Regions from separate parts of the Sus scrofa genome. Here region 2 is linked to region 1. Evidence: chromatin contacts called from public HiChIP or PLAC-seq data. All regions are on one chromosome and are shown on one strand. Each heading gives the region's core, a stretch centred on a gene start, on an enhancer-like site or on the middle of the called end of the contact. The rest is flanking DNA. Distances are from core to core; before and after follow the strand shown.

The links. HiChIP or PLAC-seq counts read pairs in DNA pulled down with a chosen protein or histone mark.
Region 2: a contact with region 1 is called in an H3K27ac HiChIP or PLAC-seq map of alveolar macrophages. The contact joins two enhancer-like sites. A contact is called at or near these places in 1 of 47 Hi-C or Micro-C datasets (epiblast stem cells) and 1 of 2 datasets of contacts at active chromatin or transcription factors (alveolar macrophages).

The regions. Positions count from the first base shown.
Region 1 is chr10:65,091,741-65,099,589 of Sscrofa11.1, reverse strand. It overlaps FBXO18 (F-box DNA helicase 1), which reads left to right. Exons shown (of 20, transcript XM_021065040.1): 2 at 5,294-5,892. The coding sequence starts at 5,359. Among named protein-coding and RNA genes, the nearest start is that of FBXO18, 13 kb to the left of the region's middle. Within about 2 kb of position 3,674, at least 4 of the 83 cell types and tissues checked have an H3K27ac peak or open chromatin away from gene starts, as enhancers often do. A contact at or near this core is called in alveolar macrophages, where this site is marked.
Region 2 is chr10:65,239,824-65,247,672 of Sscrofa11.1, reverse strand. It overlaps FAM208B (protein FAM208B), which reads left to right. Exons shown (of 22, transcript XM_021065043.1): 3 at 597-742; 4 at 1,025-1,120. Among named protein-coding and RNA genes, the nearest start is that of FAM208B, 25 kb to the left of the region's middle. Within about 2 kb of position 4,407, at least 1 of the 83 cell types and tissues checked has an H3K27ac peak or open chromatin away from gene starts, as enhancers often do. A contact at or near this core is called in alveolar macrophages, where this site is marked.

The DNA.
Region 1 (7,849 bases), core at 2,425-4,924:
AGAATCGTGCGGCCAGCTCGGAAACAACTGGGGTGTCTGATGAGAAAGCGGAGGTCAGCCACACCTCGGGGCGCCACAGGGTTAGCGGGTTTCTCAGCCGGAATTCCGCCGCCGCCCCCGTAGCTGAGCCAGGCGTGTTTGGAGCGTCTGAATTCAGGGTGGCATTCGTCAGTGTAGCTGTCCCAGGGCTCCCCGCCCTCCACCCCCCACGGCACCGAAATCCAAAATCTTAGAGCCCGCCCTGGGGACCCGCCAGTCCAGACCCGTGGATCCGAATTCTTGGTCCCACTCTGTTGTGCGAGGCTCTTTGTAGGCTTCCGTATCTCTTCTGCCAGTCTGCCCAGAGGGCCCCATTCAGACAAAACAGCATTGAGGTGGTTGGCTTTGTAACAGCAAGGGTTTTGAGCAGAAGAGGTAAATTTTTATGTCTCATCAAAGAGAAGAATCAGACATTAAGCTTGTTTTTTTCAATATAGGAAATTTTCACATTTATTATATATTTATTTATTTATTTGGTCTTTTTGTCTTTTCTAGGGCCGCTCTCATAGCATATGGAGGTTCCCAGGCTAGGGGTCTAATCGGAGCCGTAGCCACCGGCCTACGCCAGAGCCACAGCAACGCGGGATCCGAGCCGCGTCTGCAACCTACACCACAGCTCACGGCAACGCCAGATCCTCAACCCACTGAGCAAGGGCAGGGATCGAACCTGCAACCTCGTGGTTCCTAGTCGGATTCGTTAACCACTGCGCCACGACGAGAACTCCTATTATATTTTTAAAATAGAAAAACCACACGTTCTTTTTCTGCCCCCCCCATATGAATAAGACTTGGTTTTTATTTTTTAATTTATTGTCTTTTTCTTTTTAGGGCTGCACCTATGGCACATGGAAGTTCCCAGTCTAGGGGTTGCATCGGAGCTGCAACGGCCGGCCTACACCACAGCCGCAGCAACACCGGATCCGGTTCTTAACCCACTGAGCCACTGTAGGAACTCCAAGATTTGGTGTTTAGTGTAGAGGAATGTGTCCAGCAGCAGAGGAGTGAAACTGATAAAATCATTACAGTGAAGGGTATTTTCTGTTCATAAGAAGTAATTAAGACATATTACTTGGCTTTTGAAAAGCTATTTCCAGTAATACAGAGCGGGTTGTCCTTGCACTGCTGATGGACTTCATGTCTTGTCATTAGGTGACATCTTTTATTTTTTTTTTTATTTTTGGCCGCACCCTTGGCATGTAGAGGTTCCTGGGCCCAGGGATCAAACCTGAGCCACAGCCGCAACCCGAGCAGCTGCAGTGGCCACGCCAGATCTATAGCCCACGGAGCCAAAAGGGGACCCCTAGGTGACATCTTTATAATTGGAAAGTTATTTCAGTGTTTTATGCAAATCAGTCACTTCTAAGCTTTGTTCAAGAGAATAAGCGGATGGGGATATTTGTATAGCGTTTTTATAATTTAACATTTTGGGGTGTATTTTCTCAATTATTATAACACTTCTCAGTCTTAGAGAAGCTAAGGGACTGGGGGTCCTCTGGTTGCTGTGTGGTCAGCTGAGGGATCACACCCCTTTTTTTGTCATCCCCCCATCCCACCCCCCGTCAGTTCCACTGTCTCTTCACTAGACGTGTTGTGTGTTTGCTTTTACCCAGCTGAGCATATTTTTAAATACTGCTCTGTGGCTTAGCAGTAATACTGCTGCATCTTAACTCTGAATTCAGGAAGTTAAAAGGTCTCCAGCATCCTTTTAGAGGGACCTGTAGAACGATTTTTGTGTGTAGAAATAATGTTTTAAAAAAACTCCTGTTAAACCTTGAAAGAATAGACTGAAACCTGGAAGAATCGTTTCTGAAGAAGCTAAGGGCCGAGGGGGGGGGCTCCTGATTAGGAATATGAGTTCCAGGAAGACCCAGTAGTGTCTTGGTTTTCGACCCTTCAGGGCTGTAGGATGTGCTGGGTGAGAGTCTGGCCGTTGATACTCCCGTTTACTCGAGTATTTTTAGGACCTGTGAAAACACGGTGCTGGAAGAAACTGGTTTCTCTGCTGATCATCTCCTGTAAAGGATCGCTTTAATTCTCTGGTTGTATCGATTCTTGTCCTCTCTCTCTCTCTCTTTTTTTTCCTTCTATAAAGTGTAACTGTACTGTTTTACAGTCGTGTAACTAGCCTATTTAATGCCATAGGAGGTAGGTAGAGCTTACATGCAGTAAGATGCAGCAACATAGAGAGTCTCAGTTAAATATGAAAAAGAATGACCTGGCAGAAAACGACTACTATAAACTATTTCAATACTCTTGAGATGGAATTCTAGGTACACCTGCTGCTATAGTGTGTTGCTGAGGGAGAATATGAAATTTCCTCCTCTGAAGATGCTGAAAAGCAGACTTGGTTCTCTTCTGTTTGGGGGCCCTGTTCCCACCCTCTTCCTCCTGCCAGATGCCCTGGGGGCTGGGCAGGTGCATGGGGTGGGGGTGGGGGGCGGGAGGCACACAGGGACTCTGCAGTGACTCCGCATTGGTCAGTGTGGTCTGCTTCTGTGACTTGGGGAAAGCTGGTATATAAGGAATGAGTTTATTTTTGAAAAGCTGTAGCCAACTCTGAAAATAGTCATGGTCATTATGGGACCATAAATGGCCTGGCTAAAGTCAAGGAAAAGATGCCAGCTTTCAGTTTATCTGTTAGTGAGGGGTACCTTCTTTTTGAATGAGTGTGTCATTGTCAGGGCTTCTAGAAAGTGTGATAGGTTATTTTATGATCTTGGGATTTCCTCTCAAATCTGAAGGGAACTATGCTAAGAAATCGACATGACTGAAAATTGGGAAAATAGGAGAGGAGAAGGGCTGGAGAAGGTGGGCTGTAGTCACTGTATTCCTGAAAATTAATTTGCTGGCCAGCTTGAGAATTGGTGATAACTAACACGTGTCCCGTTTCTTCTGCCTGCTGGTGCAAAACAGTGAGACGGTTTAAGCGGAAGCATCTTACGGCCATCGACTGCCAACATTTGGCGCGGAGTCACTTGGCTGTGACCCAGCCCTTCGGTCAAAGATGGACAAACAGAGACCCCAACCACGGTCTCTATCCTAGACCCAGAGCAAAGCGAGGGACTCGGGGTACGTCTGCCCTCCACATCTCTAGTGTGTGTGTCCCTGTGTAAATATTGCTACTGTCACTTGCCATCCTGTTGCCACAGTTTGAGCCTTCTTCCTGATGTGTGGGTTTCCCGTGACAATCCCATCTTAGCGCCGTGGGGTGAAAGAGGCCCAGGAAGACACGGGGCGTCTCCACTCTCACGTGTAGGAAGCGTGTCGCCACGATTCCAGCCGTGATCTGACTTGTCCAGTCTGTCACTGGGCCCACGGTGTCGCCGTGTTCCTCCTGGCGCCCCTTGTTCCAGGCTTTTGTGGTAGCGTCTTCAGTGCCCTTTGTCGCCTCGTGCCCGGGCTGCTGCTCTGACCCTCCTGCTTGTCTCCAGACTTTGTTTCTTCCCAAGCACGTCGCACATACATCATCACATAATGGTCCTTCGTCCCACTTTCTGTCATGTCACCAGCCTGCTCCCAGACCCGCTCCCAGCCTGCAGTGTGGGCCGTGTCCCTGCTGCTGTTAGGGGACTCAAGCCCCGTCCGCTGACATTCCTACACGCAAGTTCTGCTTCTGGCAGCTTGCCTTTCTTCCTCCCCTTCACGTGCCCAGCAGTTTCCTGCCTCTGCTGCCACTGCCTGTTCATGTAAGCCGGACGGGCTCCCTTCCCCGCCCTGCATCTCATTGCAGAATCCAACTCAGGCCTTCCCCAGGCGTGCGAAATACCGGGATGGGGGTGGCGTATGTGTTTATCACGTTTGGGAACCACTGTCACCAATTCGAGGAGGGAGGTTCAGGGCAGTGGCCCTGTGTCGTCTGACACTTGTCTGTTGTGTGTGTGTGAGTCAACTTCTCTTCTGTGCGGTGAGCGCTTTCCTGATAGACTTGTCAGCATGGGTGTGTTTCTGCGGGAAACGTGGCACCGAACGAGGGGTAGGTCTTCAGAGGTTTTGGTGCGACTGAATTCCCCAGCTAGAAAATAGCAGGATTTCACCCAGGCCCCTTGACTTCAAAACTTCTGGTTTCTATCGAGGTGCCCCAGAAACAGTTATAATGTTTATCTGACATGGGAAAAATATTAAACTTTATAAATTCTAAACCTTGTTTTGTTCCACTGTCTGGCCCCCCTGCCTCATTTACTTGAGGATTCTGGGTTGAGCCCTTTCAGGGAAGTAGCGCATGTCTTGCTGTATGTCGGTAAGGTGTTAACTACTTCACTGGCATTTCACAGCAGTTCACAAGAGTTTAAAAATGCTGTGGTGATGTGTGAAATCGCCAGCTAGACCCCTAAGTTCCTGAGACGTCTGTGAGGTCAAGGACCCTGTATACTGTTATTATGCAATTTACATGCAGTTTATATTTGTCTCGGAACCATAGGTGCTTAGTAAATGCCTTATTGAGTAAATGTTAGACTAGATTAGGTGCACTCTAATGACACGAAAAGAATTCTGACTATATGTGTGTGTGTGTATTTTTTTGTTTGTTTGTTTGTTTTTTGCTTTTTCCGGCTGCACCTGACTCATGTGGAAGTTCCTGGGTCGAATCAGAGCTGCAGCTGCCGGCCTGTGTGAGCCACGTCTGGGGCTTACGCCGCAGCTTGCAGCAGTGCCGGGTCCTTCACCCCCTGAGCGAGGCCAGGGATCAGACCCACAGCCTCATGGATACTGTTTCTTAACCTGCTGAGCCACAGTGGGAACTCCCCTGACTTATATTTTACAATAAGGTGCCAGTTTTACAGGAGGAAATAAAAATCAAAAGGATTTTAACTGTCAAATGAGACCAGCGGATTTTACTGAATTCTAATAATCTAAATGATTTTCCTATTTATGCAACCTTAGGGTTTTTTTTGTACAAAAAATTGTTTTTTTACATTGTACAAGCAGGCTAAGAGAGGTGCATTGCGTAGGCAGATGGGTGGGTGTGAGCAGTTAGGTGCTTGCGTGCTGTCTGGGCAGGTGTGCTGTTTGTATGCAGCGCGGCGTGTAACGTGGTCCTCACGCTGTCCAGAGACTGGGCTTTGTCTCTTTCCAAATGTGTGTCTGCACACGAGAGCCCAGGATCACTCGGTTTGGCATAAAGCTGTTTGTGTAATCAATTGACCAATAGATTTGTCTCTTTCCTCTCTTAAAGCAGGTAAGGGAATGTTGGTTTCATTTTGCGCCCCGCCCCCGAGGGTCAGCAGTCATCACTCAGGTCTCGTCCTTCCTGGCACAGGTCGAGGATGCCCAGGATACAGCCCTGAGTTCTTCGTGTCCGGCCGGCAGCAGTGCACCAATGTCATGGCCAAGAGCAGTTCTGGGGGCCAGGACAGCGCCAAGGACTCGGGGGACGAGATGATCTTTGCCGCCGAGAGCACGTGCGCCCTGCCTCCGGAGGGGGACGGGGAGGCAAGGCTGGGCCCGCCGGGGGCGGCGCTGCCTGCCAGGAAGCGGTCTCGGGCCTTCGAGGACGAGGACGAGCGGCAGCCCGCCACGGGCCCCCGGCGGTGGGCCGGGGCTTCTAAGAAGACGCCGCGGCACCCCTTGTCCCCGTCGTGCCCCAGGCCCGGGGAGGCCCGGTGGGAAGCCGAGGGGCCGGTGTCGCGGCCTGGGGAGTCCCGCGGAGGAGACCCGGAGGACGATGGGCCCGACCCCGACCCCGACCCGCACTACGGGCTCCTCGGGAGCCTGCCGGGCCAGGAGCCCCAGAGCCGCATCTGCAGCCTGCCCAGCGAGGTGCTCAGGCACATCTTTGCCTTCCTCCCCGTGGAGGACCTCTACTGGAACCTGAGCTTGGTGTGCCACCTCTGGAGGGAGATCATCAGTGACCCGCTGGTACGGGGCCCCCGCCTTCCCTGCGTCTGCTCTGCGAGAGCCCGGGCCCCCTCACCCCGCCTGTCCTTCTGCCCGTAGGGTTTTAGTTCTGACTCGGGGGTGTCCTTTTGCTCCAGAATCGCATCCAGGGCCCTCCGGGTTCACCCACCTTGTCCAGTCTCACTGCTGACCCCCTTCCTCCGCCAACCCCGTGTCATGTCCCTAATGAGTGCTTTGCTGCCCCCAGCTGTGGCCTGCGTGCTCCTTTCCCCGTGTTGGTCTCATCCCCCCCCCCACCTAAAAAGCCCCTCCTATCTCTGGATGTCTCGCCTCTTCTTCAAGCCTTCATGCGTAGGTGAACTACTGGTTCCCATTCTATCCCGTTGAATTTTCTCTCTCTCTCGTGCTGCTACAGTGATTTATACCTTTATACCTTTGTTTGAACTTATCATGTTCTCTGTTACGGTTTTAGAGAGGCTTCCTCTTCCCTGTAGATAATTAGTGCATTGGCGTTCCCATCACGGCTCAGCAGAAACGAATCTGACTAGTATCCATGAGGATCCAGGTTTGATCCCAAGTCCCGCTCAGTGGGGCAAGGATCCAGCATTGCCGTGAGCTGTGGTGTGGGTCTCAGACATGGCTCGGATCTGGCGTGGCTGTGGCTGTGGTGTAGGCCAGCAGCTACAGCTCAGATTCGACCCCTAGCACAGGTGTATCCCTAAGAAGTAAAAAAAAAAAAGACCATTTCTTAAATGATTAGGGCCTTGATAGAAGGTGGGTTGTCCTTTGTGTTTCTGAATTCTCCGCAGTCCTGCAATATTTTACATGCAGTAGGTGATTAATAAAACAAGTGCTGCGTTGAGTCACCCTGCAGTGCCTTGAGGTTGACATGGTGGGTGGTCTGTGCCCTCAGGAAGGATTTCCCAGCACCGCGTGGCCTGGCGCCCTGCCCTGCCCTTCGTTGTGTAATTGCACTTCCCAGGGTCTGGCCTCCCGCCGGCCTGAGGGCTGCGAGGGTGTCTGCTTGGCGTGTGTATCCCTTAGACGAGCCGCTGGGACGAAACCAGAGGTGCGTGTTGAACTCATTCTTCAAAGGCACTGAAGTTTGGAAACTCGGAGTGCGACGTGGGTGTATCAAGACTTCGTACGTTTCTCTTCTAAACGCAAAAGATCCCAGAGGAAATTTCACCTCGCTCTCGCTCCATTCTTTGCTTGGGGTCTTGTCTCCTCCTTTCTGAGAAATATCTTTCTGCTTTTAGTTGTGGACGCCGTCTTGGGTCAGCACTTCCAGTCCCTTAGTTGAGGTCCCTCCGCTGTGACCCAAATAGTCATGGAGGGGGATACGGGAGGGTCCTCTTCATTCTGCTTGAGAAGATTTGGGGAAAATAAACCGGCTTGTCCTTACCTTTTTTGGTTGGTTTTTTGTTTTTTTAGGGCCGTACCCATGGCATGAGGAGGTTCCCGGGCTAGGGGTCAAATCGGAGCTGTAACTGCCAGCCTACACCACAGCCACGCCGGATCCGAGCTGCATCTGCGACCTACGCCACAGCTCACGGCAACGCTGGATCCTTAACCCCCTGAGCACGGCCAGGGGTCGAACCCCACAACCTCATGGTTCCTTGTGGGATTTGTTTCCGTTGCCCCACGACGGGACCTCCTTACCTCTTGAAATGCTAGGCTAACACCCTCTTTATTATCCCCGGCAGTGACATGATGCGGTTCTTTTCCGTGACAGTCACAGCTCTTCGTCTCGTTCCTGGTGGTGTCTTTGTATGGCTTTGGCAGGAGGTCTTGCTGGCCTCAGGAAGTTTGGAAGTGCTTCCTCCTCTTCGGTGTTTTCGAAGGGTTTAAGGAGGACTGCTCTTCCTCAGTGTCCGTAGAATTCTTCAGTGAGGCCATCTGGCTCTGGGCTCTTTACTGATTCAACCTCTGTCCTCATTATTGGTCGGTTTAGATTTTTTGTTTCTTCGTGATTCAG
Region 2 (7,849 bases), core at 3,158-5,657, 150 kb before region 1:
GAATTTCTGGGATAGCTAGAGAGTATGGAGTATGGTGTGAAACAAGTACTTTCCAAAGAAGTAACCAAGTTGTATTTTTAATAAAACGGTGGTTTTATAATACAACCCATAAGAAGCGAAGTTCCGTAGACAAGTCCAGGCTGGAGAGGAAACCCCACGGCGACACGGCTCCTGGTGTGTCGGCCGAGTGTGCAGCAGTAGCCCCCCCGGGGAAGCAGGCAGGCTGGCGGGGGCTGGGCGAGCAGAGGGAAGGGGAGGTGCCTCACAGGGCAGAGAGGTTCTGAGAAAACCCGGACGAGAGACGGTGGTCTGGGCGGCTGCTGACCACCGGCTGGACACCACCGTCGCGTCCGCTTTTACCCGCTGTGGTTGCAGCTCCCAGCTTTGAACCAGAAGGCTCAGGTCTTGTCCATGTAGGTGGTTTTCTTCCCCTGCGAGGTCCTTTGAGCTAGTGTCGCTGTGGTAGCCCCAGCACATGGCGAATGTCTCATCTGTGTCGGAAGGCGGTAGAGGAAGTGTTCCCTGATACTAGGGCGCCGCTTTCCCGTCCTTTGCTCATCTTAAACTGTTGCATTGTTTTTGTTTGTGTTTTACAGTTTTTGAGACAGTGTCCTTGTGTTCAGACTCTCTCTTCCAGAGGGCAGTTTCAATTCTCCGTACTTCTTACTTGGATTCTGCATCTGAGCATGGTTTTCAGTACAGTCAAGTGACTTTGGTGAAAAATGACATTTTCTTAAATGAGGTGAGGTGCTTGGTACACACTGTGTGTGTTTCATGTTTTAAAGAAGTAGACCCATCATTTTTTTATATATAAGCCTGGTTCTTTTTAGTTACCTCATTTTAGCTGAGATAAAAGATCCTTAGAAATAGTCACTGGAAAGATAATTATATATTCTAGGGAATTGAAAAATAATAAATTTCATTAGTCTTTTAGCTTGGGGAATTCATACGATGCATTTTTAAAATTTAATTTAAAAGGCAGAATGACATGTTTATGGCATTTGATTATTTTCTCTTTATACAGTACAAAACTTTTTACCAAGAAAAAAAAGCAAGTGACTATACTCAGGAAGAACTTGAAGAAACTTGCGGGTTTCTGCTGTTTGAGACCGAAAATCAGGTAGGGGTTCAGCTGTAGAAAGTTAATCTGGGGATATTAATGTACCAAAATAATTATTTCATTAAACTTAAATATTGGTATTTTAATTCTGTAAAGTTCGTCAGATGAGTAGCTGATCAGTCTTTTGTTACTTAGTTCGGTGGCAATGTAAATGACAGTGAAAGCTCACAGTGAAAGAGGTTGATGTCTACAACTTTTTACAGATTTTCTCTTATCTTAAATTCATTTATAATCTTGTGAGATTGGGATTAGTACAGGTTTCTTAAGTATCAATAATGCCTTGTAGATGAATATAATCTGGTTCTTTGAAGCAAGAAAGTCCACGTAGATGAGTGTCATGTTGGCTAAGAGAAAGTCAACAGACATGCCAGTTGGTGGTCGCAGAGGAGAAGGAAGGAATGGATGGATCTTGGGGAAAAAAGAAAAAAGCCTTTTAATCGAGGGAATGGATATTTTTCCATTCTGGTTCATTGTTTACATACATATTTTCTTTTTTTTTTTTTTTTTTTTTTGTCTTTTTTTGCTATTTCTTGGGCCGCTCCCACGGCATATGGAGGTTCCCAGGCTAGGGGTCCAATCTGTGGCCTACGCCAGAGCCACAGCAACACGGGATCCGAGCCGCGTCTGCCACCTACACCACAGCTCACGGCAACGCCAGATCGTTAACCCACTGAGCAAGGGCAGGGACCGAACCCGCAACCTCATGGTTCCTAGTCGGATTCGTTAACCACTGCGCCACCACGGGAACTCCTACATACATATTTTCTACTTCTTGTGGGTTTTCAAGTTTCAGTTACATGGTCTGGAGGGTAGATGAACACCTTCAGCATTCGAGTTCCTTGGAATTACTTCTGCCTGTCTTTGAAAGCTGAACTTACACATCGTTGCTTGTACCTAAATTGTGGAAGAAGGAAACGACTGCAGACGTGTCTCCGAAGACGTGTGTGTCTTCTGGAAACAGTTTTTATTTTATTTTATTTTTTTAACGTTTGCTTTTTAGGGCTGCACCTGCAGCATATGGAGGGTCCCAGGCTAGGGTCCAATCTGAGCTGTAGCTGCCGGCCTACACCACAGCCACAGCCACGGGGAACCAGAGCCGCATCTGCAACCTACACCACAGCTCACGGCAACACTGGATTCTCAACCCACTGAGCAAGGCCAGGGATCAAACCCACATCCTCATGGATCCTAGCTGGTTTGTTGCTGCTGAGTCACGACAGGAACTCCTAGATACAGTTTTAACAGTGCTAGAGATCTATAATCCAACTTAAAGTAATTCAGTGATAATATTTTGGTTGGGTTCATGATTTTTAAAGTTGAACGAGGGTAGATTTGCTAAAGAATAATTAACATTAGCATATAAAATTAAGATTATATAGTAATATCAGAGAGTTTATTTATCAATCATTTACTTCCAAATAAAGTATGATGTGGATTCATAGTAAAAAAGGCATTTGGGGGCAACACATCTTCAGATTTAGTGACTGAGTCCCTAGCTGTAATTGAAATTGTCAGGAGAGGATTTGTCTGTGAGCTTGTTGAATTTGGTTTGGTGGTGACACTTTTGTTAACAGAAATGGTAAAATTTCATGAAGAAGTCTGAACTGTTAATAGTAACTAAGACACAGTTGCCTTGCCTAAACTTGCTCTGAATACATGCAGTGTACAGACTCTGTCTTAGAAAGCCTATAGACTATAGCATTATTTCATTGACTCTCCCAAGGACGATATGATAAGCAAAGTACGATCTTTTGTTTCAAGGCAAAGTTGGTATGTCAGCGTGGACTCTGTGTTGGCAGCAGTGCTCTCACCACTCTGGGTGACCCAGGGAAAGGTAGGTCTGTAAGAAAAAAGAACCTCTTTTACAAGGAGAAGTGGGATTTAGTTACAAAAGACACCTGTATTAAGAGCTAGTTTCATTAATGATAAATAATAACCTTTGGTGGAGTTCCCGTCGTGGCACAGTGGTTAGTTAACGAATCCGACTAGGAACCTTGAGGTTGCGGGTTCGATCCCTGCCCTTGCTCAGTGGGTTAACGATCCGGCGTTGCCGTGAGCTGTGGTGTAGGTCCCAGACGAGGCTCGGATCCCTAGTTGCTGTGGCTCTGGCGTAGGCCGGTGGCTACAGCTCCGATTCAACCCCTAGCCTGGGAACCTCCATATGCCGAGGGAGCGGCCCAAGAAATGGCAAAAAGACAAAAATAATAATAATGATAATAACCTTTGGAATCAGAGCTTTAATCCTGTAAATGAGCTTCGAGTCTAAGGCTTAAGGTTTTCTAATAGGAGTTACCTTTTTTAAAAGGAAGGTTGGACTAGAAAAGAGACTGAAGGTGTCTTTCAGTGCCAGGAGATGGGCGGGGTCCTCCAGGGCTAGGGAGCCTGTCTTCTGAACTCTCACAATGGCCGTGGGAATGGGGAGTGGGTTCCACGTGGCAACTGTGGAATGCGAGGAGTAAGAGAAAGGACACAGCCGCCGTAAGGCTTTCCCCTTAGACCACAAGGATGTTAGCGAAGGAGAAGGAGTAGGAAGCTGATGAGTTAGGAGAGAAGAGGTAATCTTACGGAGAGTGTGGATAAGCACGAATAATTTCTTTAAGCTTCACTTTTCTCATGTGTAAAATAGATGAAATTATCTTCTAGACTTGTTGTGAGGATTACGTGAGGCTATGTAATGTGCTCGGCTTGGCGCCTACACCTAGTAAGCGCTCAGTAGATGAACACGACGCTTTAGTGAGCTAAGTTGTAGAAGTACTGAGATTGTCCCGAGTGTTTCTGGGAGCTCTCCTGCTGGTGGTGAAAGTAGTTGGAAAAGGGATTAGGACAGGATTTGGGGGCTCAAGGGGGCAGCGGGTGGGTATTAGTTGAAGCCAAAGGTATCGTTACGTGGGGCAGCAAAGAACAGAACTTTTAGGTTGTTATGGGACCGAGGGATAGGGCCCTGGGGAGGGGACAGGAAGAGGGCGCCCCGTGGATGAAGAAGCAGGAAGTGGAGTTTCTTTTCTTTTTTTTTTTTTTTTGTCTTTTTGCTATTTCTTTTGACCACTTCCGCGGCATATGGAGGTTCCCAGGCTAGGGGTCCAATCGGAGCTGTAGCTGCTGGCCTACGCCAGAGCCACAGCAACGCGGGATCCGAGCCGCGTCTGTGACCTACACCACAGCTCACGGCAACGCCGGATCGTTAACCCACTGAGCAAGGGCAGAGACTGAACCTGCAACCTCATGGTTCCTAGTCGGATTCGTTAACCACTGCGCCACGACGGGAACTCCCAAGGAAGTGGAGTTTCACGGAAAGCAGAAGGATGCAAGGAGGTGTGGCAGTGTCCGAGGCTAAAGAAGTTGGAGCTCAGGACTGAGAAAGATTATCAGGCTTCATGGCTAGATTCCTGCTGACTATTTTTTCAAATAACGGCTTTAGTGAGATAAAATGCACACACCATTCCGTTCACCCATTTAAAGCATAGAATTCTGTGTTTGCAGTGTATTCACAGAGTTGTGCAGCTGTCAGCACAGTCAATCTCAGACCATTTTCATCTGTCACTTGCTCTCCCCCCAGCCTAGGCAGCCACTGTGTTTTTGCCCCTGTGGAGTGGCCTGTTCCTGATCTTCCACATGAATGGAATCACGTGTCATCTTTTGTGACGCCTTTTACGTAGCTTCGTGCTTTTGAGGTTCATCCATGTTGTCAGCATGTGCTTCTCTGGCTGAATCGTATTCTGTTGTACCACATTTTCTTTATCCATTCAGCAGTTGATGGATATTTGATTGTTTCTGCTTTTTGGCTATAGTGAAATTGCTACTCTGTACACTCCTGTACAAGTCTTTTTTTTTTTTTTTTTTTTTTTTTTTTTTTTGTCTTTTTGCCATTTCTTGGGCCGCTCCCGCAGCATATGGAGGTTCCCAGGCTAGGGGTCTAATCGGAGCTGTAGCTGCCAGCCTACGCCAGAGCCACAGCAACGCAGGATCCGAGCCGCGTCTGCAACCTACACCACAGCTCACGGCAACGCCGGATCGTTAACCCACTGAGCAAGGGCAGGGACCAAACCCGCAACCTCACGGTTCCTAGTCGGATTCGTTAACCACTGCGCCACGACGGGAACTCCTCCTGTACAAGTCTTTTTGTGGACATGTGTTTTCATTTCTCTAGGAGTGGAATTGCTGGCTCAGGTGCTAACTCTGTGTAAAAGAAACATTTTTTAAACTTATATTCACCACTTCAGAGGACATGAAAGGGGATAAATTCATAACCCTGATGACTGTTTACATAAAACCCTTTTTTCCTTCTCCCTGATTCTTTTTAATCCCCCTCTTTTCATTATGAAAAGTTCATAGAAAAAGTAGAGAGCATGGCATAATAGACCTATCACCTACATTTAACAGGTGATGTTTTGCATTAATCTTCATTTGTTTTTGTTTTTGTTTTTGTTTTTTTTTGTCTTTTTGCTATTTCTTTGGGCCGCTCCCGTGGCATATGGAGGTTCCCAGGCTAGGGGTCGAATCGGAGCTGTAGCCACTAGCCTACACCAGAGCCACAGCAACGCGGGATCCGAGCCGCGTCTGCAACCTACACCACAGCTCACGGCAACGCCGGATCGTTAACCCACTGAGCAAGGGCAGGGACGGAACCCGCGACCTCATGGTTCCTAGTCGGATTCATTAACCGCTGCGCCACGACGGGAACTCCTAATCTTCATTTGTTTAAAAAAACTTTTTTTTTTTTTTAAATATGAATGTGAACTACAAGCAAATGCCTCAGCTTCCATCTCCAAAACTTAAGGCCATTTTCCTGCTGCAGGCTCACGAGTTTATTATTGATGTTTGAGAGGCTGGCTTCGGGGTACAGTTGATGTTTGAAAGGTGGAGCAGAGGTTGGATTGTTCGTGACAAATACACATTCTTCGTAATCCCATGTAGTGGGGCTGATAATAAAGGCGCACCACGGCCTGTTGTATAGTTTTTGGCTCAAATAGAAATGGACAGTTCTGTGTCTAATAGGAGTCCTTTATATTAATCTAGTGTATCACGGTTTTAAAAGCTTATCAATCCTTTGAACTCTTCCTGAGAACCCTGTAGTTTATGTGTTTATGACCCATGCCCACCCTCTCCCTTAAGTGACATGCCCCTCAGGCACGTGGTTGTCACTGGTAGTAAGAGAAAAAGTTGGAACTGGAACCCAGTCTTGTGGCCACGAATTTATTGCTCCATCCACTGTGTCAGTGTTCTCACCGCTGTCTTTGTGTTTTCAAAAGAGAGGCCTCAGTTGAGGAGGACCTCTGAAGTCTGTCCTTGCCTCTTCCTGCCCGCTGCCGCCTTTGGGGATCCCCTCTCCCCTCCCGGAGACTCGCTTCTTTCTCTCTTCAGCAGCAGTGGCGTGTCATGTGGCTGCGGCGGTGAACGAAATGAGTAAAACCCCCTCCATGCAGCTTAGTCTGTCAGAATAAGCTGCTCAAACGCAGGGACCTTGTTTGTGTCCCTTTGTGTCACTGCACAGAGCTGCCGTGTAGTAAAGCTTAGCACGCATCCAGTCTGAGTGCTTAGGGAGACTTTTTGCAAACAGTAACTTGAGAATCAGATTAATTACCAGTAGGCCTTTGAGTGATTGCGTGGAGAAAAAATAAATGAAAATTTTCCAAAAGTGTGATGCTTTTATCCCTTTTTAGTTATTGTGCCCAACTAGAAAATTGGTTGTCAAACTGATATATCCTACCTTATCTTAGCTCTAATGTTTCCATACCTTTAGAATATCTCAAATACTTTCTAAAAGGTAAGCAGTTTCAGAGTAGTTTTTTAATATTAGCTTTTATTTTCTTTTGTGTTATCTTATTTAAAGGTAGCTGTACAGGTGAATTGTGTATGTGAAACAATCTTTTACAGTGTAAGTTAATCTACATTTTATACTTTTATAGGTGTATACATTTCCAAATACTCAGACTATCTTCAGGCAAGACCTTGGTATCATGGGAAGTCTGGTTATGTTGTAATTTTTAATCTAATTAAGGTAAAGCCTAAACGTGCTTCTATGTAATTTTTCTTTTAAAAGCAAAAGATTATCAGTCTGTGATACTGTTCTTTGTAGATCATTTGCTAAACATAGTCCTTTCCTTGAAAGACAAAGCTTTTGTTGTTGTTGTTCGTTTAATAGATGATCTATGAATATGTTTTAAGAAAAAAATTCAAAATAATACAACAGGTATTCAGTGAAAAGCTTTCCTCTTACCTTGTCCCACAATACCACTTTTTAAACATTAAATAACAGAAAACAAGGAGCTGCTTATCAACAAATGTGATTTCAGTTAGAAGAGGTGAATTTAGAAGGCAACATACTTTTTTAACCCTTAAACATCTGGACCTTGTTCAGAGCTGTCTGTGGCACCTGAAACTGATTGTCTCAGAAGGTTTTAAGTGCCCTGAGAGCGTCCAGCACAAGTGAATCATGAATAGAATTTTCACTCTTGATAGCAGGGAAGCTCTGATTTTAGAAGTTGGGGACCTTTTTGAGGACATACTCTCTTTTTGTTTTGCTTTTGTTTTAGTTTTCCTGCTGTCTTAAGTTCTTCGGCTATAAATGAATGTGAACTCTTCGTATTCCAGAATTCCAAATTTGTCCTCAAGAACTGGAGGGAAAGTAGCATTGCATTGACACACAGTCACTGCTTTAGTTTTGCTGCAGGCAACATGCCTGTCCACTCAGATAACAAACCTTTGGAGTTTTTTTTTTGTGGGGTGGGG